Linked DNA regions of Muntiacus reevesi: region 1 is linked to region 2. A link is a contact called in public Hi-C data. All regions are on one chromosome and are shown on one strand. The core of a region is the stretch at or near the end of the contact, and the rest is flanking DNA. Distances in the headings are between cores, read along the strand shown.

Region 1 (3,482 bases), core at 807-3,306, 300 kb after region 2:
GGATTGCTGGGAACCTTAAGTAAGAACATGTAGCAAAGCACATGACCTATCATCGGTAGCCATTATTACCCAGGCAATACTAAATGATACATGAATGTGAAGCTCAAGTTTAAAACGGAATACTTGGCCAAAGTTATGACATCTGTGGTTCCCAGAGCCCACAACAGAGGCCCTTTCTGGCTGCATCTATCTCACCCCCTTTCTGAGCTGTACTCTATTCTGGTGCCGGACTAGGTGTGGAAAGTTGTCATCTGGGGGGAGGGGGGTGGGCTGCCAATGTCTGTGTGTGCTGCGGGTGGGGCCTGCGACCAGGTCCGCGTGCTCAAGAACAGGGCTGGAGGGTGACTTTACATAGGAGGAGGGGGCCCTTCCTTTGGCAGCATTTCCTGTCTCAGGCACGGAAATGCTTATTTGCTCACTGAATCTCTGGCTTGTGTTCAGGCTCAGGTTCCTATCTTCTTCTCCAAGCAAAGTTCAGCTTCTTCTTCTACTGTTATCCATGCCCTGCCAAGTGACCCCTGGACTTGTAACTTCAATGTCATTTCAATTCTACTTTCTTGTCCCTCTCTCTCAAACTCAAGCCACTTTGTTCATCCTTTTTCCACACATGACCCTCACTGGAAGCATGCTTCAGGCACTTTATAGGCACCCTTTGGTCTAGGCCACTGGTTATCAGCTTTGGCTGTGCTTTAAAATTGCCTGGGGAGTTTAGAGCCGACAATGCCCAGGCCCTGAGCCAAGAAACTCTGATTTAATTGGTCTGGGATGGGACTTAGTACTGGTAAATTTTACTGTACCTCAGCTGATTCCAACATGAAGCCTGAATTAAGACTCACTGACCAGCCCCTTCCTGCTTCCCCTGGATTAAAGCAGCAGCCCCCTGTCTAGTCTTCCATCTTTCATCTCCCACAGTTACTACTGCTCCCCCAGTACATGCACCGAGAGACAGAGCCACACCTTGTGTATTTTCTGCAGATACCAGCAAAAACACCTTCTACCTTTGATCATGCTAATGTTGAGCAGATTAGAAACCATTCATCCTTTAATGCATTATTCCTTTCCTGACTTACCACCACTCCTTCAGGATATCCGGGCTTGAAATTGTCTCTCTGGACAGAAGACCCACTGCCCTTCAATCAGCCTCCCCTTCCTAGCCCCATAGCTTATCCTTCATCATCCACCTGAAATGGCCACCTTTTTCCCCTTCTGCCCACTGATTCCCCTCCTCCTAATTAATGCCATCTCAATCTAGATCCTTCACTCAAACCAGCATCCCCACCACCTCTGGAGAGTTGAAGTGTGTAGACACGAGTGTCTATTAGCTGTGGAGTCTATCTCTCCCACAAGACTGGAGCTTGCATCGAGGCAGGAGGAATGCATTCAGTTTCCTTTAGGGCTCCCCAAGGCCAACATCTGGACTGAGGACCTTGCATAAATGTTACTCTTTGGCTTGCTAAATAGCACCCATTTTGAGATGGAGGAATTTAGGGGTCAAAGACTTACCTTGACTCTTCAAATCAAAGGTTTTGCTCAGTAGGTTTACTCCATCTGAATTATATACCTCTACCTTATAGAGATCACTATCGTTTCTCATCAGACTTTTAATTTTCAGAGTTCCATTTGTAAACATAACATATTTGTTCGTTTGGTAGTAAAGTAGCTTGTCTTTCCTGATTCGTGCAATCTTTTCTTTGTTTCTGTTCCATTGTATATCTGCTACCGTATCCCTCCTTTGAAAATCAGGAATGTCCAGGATGAGGTCATGATCCAGGGCACCCCAGACGACAGTGCTTTCAGGGTCTTCACCTACAAAAAGCAAGACAGTTGCTGAGGTGACTTGCTACCAAGGAAAAGCAGGGCTGTGACCTTTCTGACTTTTACACTCAGTTCAGGGTCTCCAACGAAGCTTCTAACAGTGAGGGTGAAGACCCTCACTCCAACTTACCTTTGGTGGGAACAGTGAAAATCAGAAGGAAGCTGGCTAAGATTTCACATGCGAGGTTCATCTTTGGGGATCGTTTCCTTCTGTGATTCTGTGCTCTTCTTGCAAAAGGAACTCAAGTAACATCAGTGGAATCCACCCCCTGTGAGCGTAACCACGTGCCTCTCTTTCTTGCTTCTTTACAGTAACATAGAAAACAGACGTACACACACACACTCACACACAAGCATATACAATTCAGAAAACCAACCTGGCTGATTTACCTCTTTGCCAAAGCAGGGATATTTGTGAGTATGTCTTCTTATCATGTTTTAATCCTCACAGCAGCCTTGGGTGGGTTTTATTATGCTCGTCAAAGAGAAGAGGAACTAACAGACTAAGTAAGCCACTTAGAATCACCCTTTAGTTGACAAAGAGCCAGATTCAACCTTACAGCCCGCCTTCTATGCCCTCCACTGCAGTATATATGAAAAATTATTGCTATTGAAATAGATAAATTATTCCTATCAATCAATAAGACAAATGAAATTTGGTTTTTAAAATGAACAAAGAATACAAACAAGCAATTTATAGAAGAAATACATTATAGAAAAAATGTCAATAAATATATGAGAAGACATCTAATGCTACAGATATATATATATAATAGCTATTATACATAAGTCATAAAACACCATCTTCACATTCAAATTGGCAAAGTTAGAAAAGACAGTGATTTACATTATTGATGGGAATGTTGGGAGAAGCAGGCACCTTCATATAATACTTGAGGGAGTATAAAGTATACTTCCCATGGGTGGGATGTGGCAGTTTCCATTAAACTTTAAAATATATATATATACACATATATTTTTTTTTTTACTTAGTAATTTTAATTTGAGAAACCTATCTTTCAAAAATATTTGAATAAATGTGAAAAAATTCTGTCCAAGGATATTTGTTATAGCTTTTTTGGTAATAACAATTTTCAAACAACTAAAATTGTGGTATATTCATATGATGAAATATTGGTTGAGTTAAAATAGAAAGAAGTAGCCCTAAGAGCATATTCTATATTATATTGTATTGTATTATACTATAATAGTGTAGACATAGGAAGAAATCTGTGAAGACTCATGCCAAACTTTTCACAGTACTTCCCTTTCAGGACTTGGATTTGGAGGAGGCAAAAAGGAAACTTTCACTATTTTATCAACTTTGGTGAAGTTAGAAATTTTGATAATGAACATATTCATTCTGTAATAAAAAGTGTGTTTAATAAAGGGTGCTTAAAACACATCTGTTCCAAAGCATATGCAGATCCTGAGAAACAATTTGCCTCTAGCTCCCTTACCTGTAAGCGGCTCACCCACTAGCCAGCTGCCAACCACAGCCTCCCAAGTCCTGGTCCAGACGACATGGTGATGGCCATGGTGCTCCCTGCCTTGGCCTTTCTGGTAATTTTCCTAAGCTCTCACGGGACAAATGGAGAGCAGATGTCTGTTCTCTCTGAAATATTAATCAATCCTGCTCCTCTCACATCTCATTTAATTCTTTTTTT
Region 2 (3,137 bases), core at 319-2,818:
ATTATTATACTAGTTTGTATAGCAATATGTTCGTATAAATGGTACTTTACATAAGGGCATTTTCCTTTTCATTTAAAACCAAATCTTATGCTGCCATTAATATTTAATTTCCAAAAATCCGAATGTGCTTTCATGTCTCATGAAACTTGAGCTAGGTAATGAACCTAAGAAGCTCCATATACATATTAGAAATTAAACAGTAAACCCTGACATAATGATGTTTATAGCTTGAGAAATTTGTTTGGTTCCTCCTATCTCAAGATTTAACACTAATTTAAGTAAAGTCATTTTGTATTTAATTTAAATGGATCCCAGTAATTTCTTTCAAATGAAAAAACAACTTATTAGAAGGCTAAGAAAATACTTCTTCTAAAAAATTTATTTTCTAAATCTGAAAAAAGGTAGAAATCTTCCACTTAAGTTTTAAAGTGTAACAAAAACACAAATCATCTAAATCATGTGGGAAAAACATGAGAAGCTAATATATGTATAGAAAAAAAATACTTTCTTTTCTATTGATATCCATAGTGTCTTACACATGTAGAAACCCAAGTTCAGTAAAAAGCAGGGAAAAATGCATAATTTTGTGATAGTCTAAAATTTCACATAGAAACTGTGGACACCAGATACTATGAAATATTAACAATACTTATGAGAACAGTATTTTCTCACTTCAAAGAAGATGCTTATTATTTCTCGGTCTCAGCTTTTAATTTTATAAAAACTAGAGTGCTGAATCAGATTACTTATGTCTTTTCAGGTTTAATCCCTAATTTGTTTTTGTCGAGTATCAAACTCACCACTTAAATGCGGAGAATCCTGTTTTTAAAGGGTCGCGTTAATCTGACTACCAGGGTGTTTTAACCTCAAACATTTGGAAACCAATTCGGCCTAAGACTAGTGTAAAGCTGGAGCCAATTATTTTCTGCTATGTCTGCACGTTCTCAGTTATAAACGGGATGGGAGTAATGTCCCAACAGGAAAAGGGACGGCAAGGCGAGGCCAGTGAACCCAGAACTGAAAAGGCCCAGAAGGATCCAGATGTAGCCAATCCTCTAGATTATAAACGAGAGCCTTGGCGGCCCAGAGAGGGAAAGTGAACAGCCATGGGTCACATAGCAAGCAATAGTGGAGTGTGTCCCTAACATGCCGGGGACTACCAACCACTTAAAGGGCCCTGGCTCTGAAGACCAGGAGTCCCAGCTCTCCTAGCCCTTTTGGGCAGCGGGGAGCTGGCGGCGACTCCTGAGTGGCCACGCGCAGTCCCGGTGAATTGTGCCTAGCTCGGAGACCTACTCGGTGGTCCGCACAAAGTTGCATGTGTCCGCCCGGCACACGTAGAAGCTCTTTCCTTTATTCGGGCCCTCTCGGACGCCGGTCTTCAGAAGACATGAAGTCCCTAAGGAGAGAAGGTCGACAACGATTACACCAAGCTAGCCTGGCAGACCCCTTGGACCCTTAGGCCCTGACCTCCTACCATGCTCCGGACACCTAACTACTTCCATCTCGCTCCAGCTTTCCTCTTCTCAGAAGCCACCGCCTCTCCCAACGCCTGCTTCCGCCTTTTTCTCCGCCCTCCTCATTCAAGAAACAATCTTCACCCACCTCAACCACTCTTAATCCCCCATAATTCACCGCGGCGGCTTTAGCCACACCGACCCTAACTACTATCAGCCAATCAGACGGGACATGTGCTCACCTCCAACCAATCACGGCCGCCCTGAGATTCGCGGCGCGCCGAAATAAAAAATGGAGCGGGGGGTGAAAACCTGCTTTTTGTCCCGTGGGGCGTGGCTGAAACTGGAGTGAGTTTTGGAGGCTGGCGGGGCTTTCCGGAGGAGGGACGCTTTGCGAGGAAGGAACTGGTCGACTCTACCTTGCACGCTTAAGACCTAGAGGCATCCCTAGAGGAAGCAGGCATTACAGACTGCAGAGAGGAGCTCTACAAAAAGACTCTCTTCTCCCCGAGGCCGAGAGCGCCTAGAGCTTCGCGGTCTTCTGGATGCCTGCCGGGGCCTAGCGCTGGTGGGCGCTCCGCCGCCGCGCTCGATCTCTAGGGAGGGGAGTCCCAGAGAAGCCGCCGCCTCGGGAAGAGGCACTGGATTTGCATGTGGAAGCGAAGCGAGGTGCGAGTGAGGGCCGTTGGGGCGTCCTTTATAGCTAAGCGGTGAACTGACCAGTCTGTTGTAGAGCGGGCCTAAAGACTTCTCTAGAACCCCACAACACAGCCCTTACCCATACACGTCTGTCTTGACAACCTGGTGGGATGTGCAACATTTTAAGGACCCCGAAACTCAAAAGTTTGAGTTAGTCCCCCCAGGTCAGAGAATTAGTGAGTGGGCAGTTGGCCGACGGTGCTCAGAAAACTGCCTCCTGTGTGCTGTACGTTCTGTAGGCACTCAGTGTAGGAGACCTGAGTTAGAAATGTCAAAGTGGAAACAACAGGAGGAATAGATCGCCTTTGGTGAAAGAGAGTTTTATACTGTATCTTTTGTATTGTCAGACTTTTGCTATTAATATGCGTTTGTAATATTAAAAATCGAGGATGTAATTAAAAGAAAGGGGACTATTTGAAATCGTAATCAGATCTCATAGTCAACAAAAAGCGAGGAATAGGAATCAGACATGGCAAGAGAGACGGCTTTATCTTACAACTATTGAGGACCATATGTACAGACATATGGTGTGGCGTGTGTAACTGTATTTACAGAGACAGTAGGACAGGAAAATCTGCAAGTTCTAGGAAATCTGAGCTATGTGGTGAATGTAAATGTCATAGGGAGCCAGAGGAGGGGAGACAAACCTGAGAACAAACAATTCTTGTTTATTAAGAATTAAATAAGTTCTTAATAAATAGCTTTTTGTATACCCAATGTGAACTAGGTGCTTAGGAAATATACAATCCATTTATTCACATATAAAGTTTAAGACGACTATTCTAACCACAAAGAACTTGCTCAATATTTGGAGGAAACTAATCTAGCACATACTGAACACTTAAATAACAATGTAATAGCATTTGAATGCCATGATAAGTGGAGATCCCAGTAAATTCTTAGGACTAAAGAGTGTCTGGAAGCAAAGTAGAGTAAGTTTATACATAATTATCCCTTCTGAAACACATATAGATAAATGTA

Evidence for each region. Hi-C and Micro-C count contacts between places; a contact is called where the count stands out from the background.
Region 1: a contact with region 2 is called in a Hi-C map of muscle, with 11 times the contacts expected there. The contact joins the promoter of CD2 here to the promoter of TTF2 in region 2. A contact is called at or near these places in 2 of 3 Hi-C or Micro-C datasets (blood and muscle).

Annotation. Positions count from the first base shown.
Region 1 is chr1:88,823,991-88,827,472 of mMunRee1.1, forward strand. It overlaps CD2 (CD2 molecule), which reads right to left and starts at 2,057. Exons shown (of 5, transcript XM_065927155.1): 1 at 1,946-2,057; 2 at 1,504-1,806. The coding sequence starts at 2,006.
Region 2 is chr1:88,519,874-88,523,010 of mMunRee1.1, forward strand. It overlaps TTF2 (transcription termination factor 2), which reads right to left and starts at 1,569. Exons shown (of 23, transcript XM_065906193.1): 1 at 1,478-1,569; 2 at 1,297-1,399. The coding sequence starts at 1,505.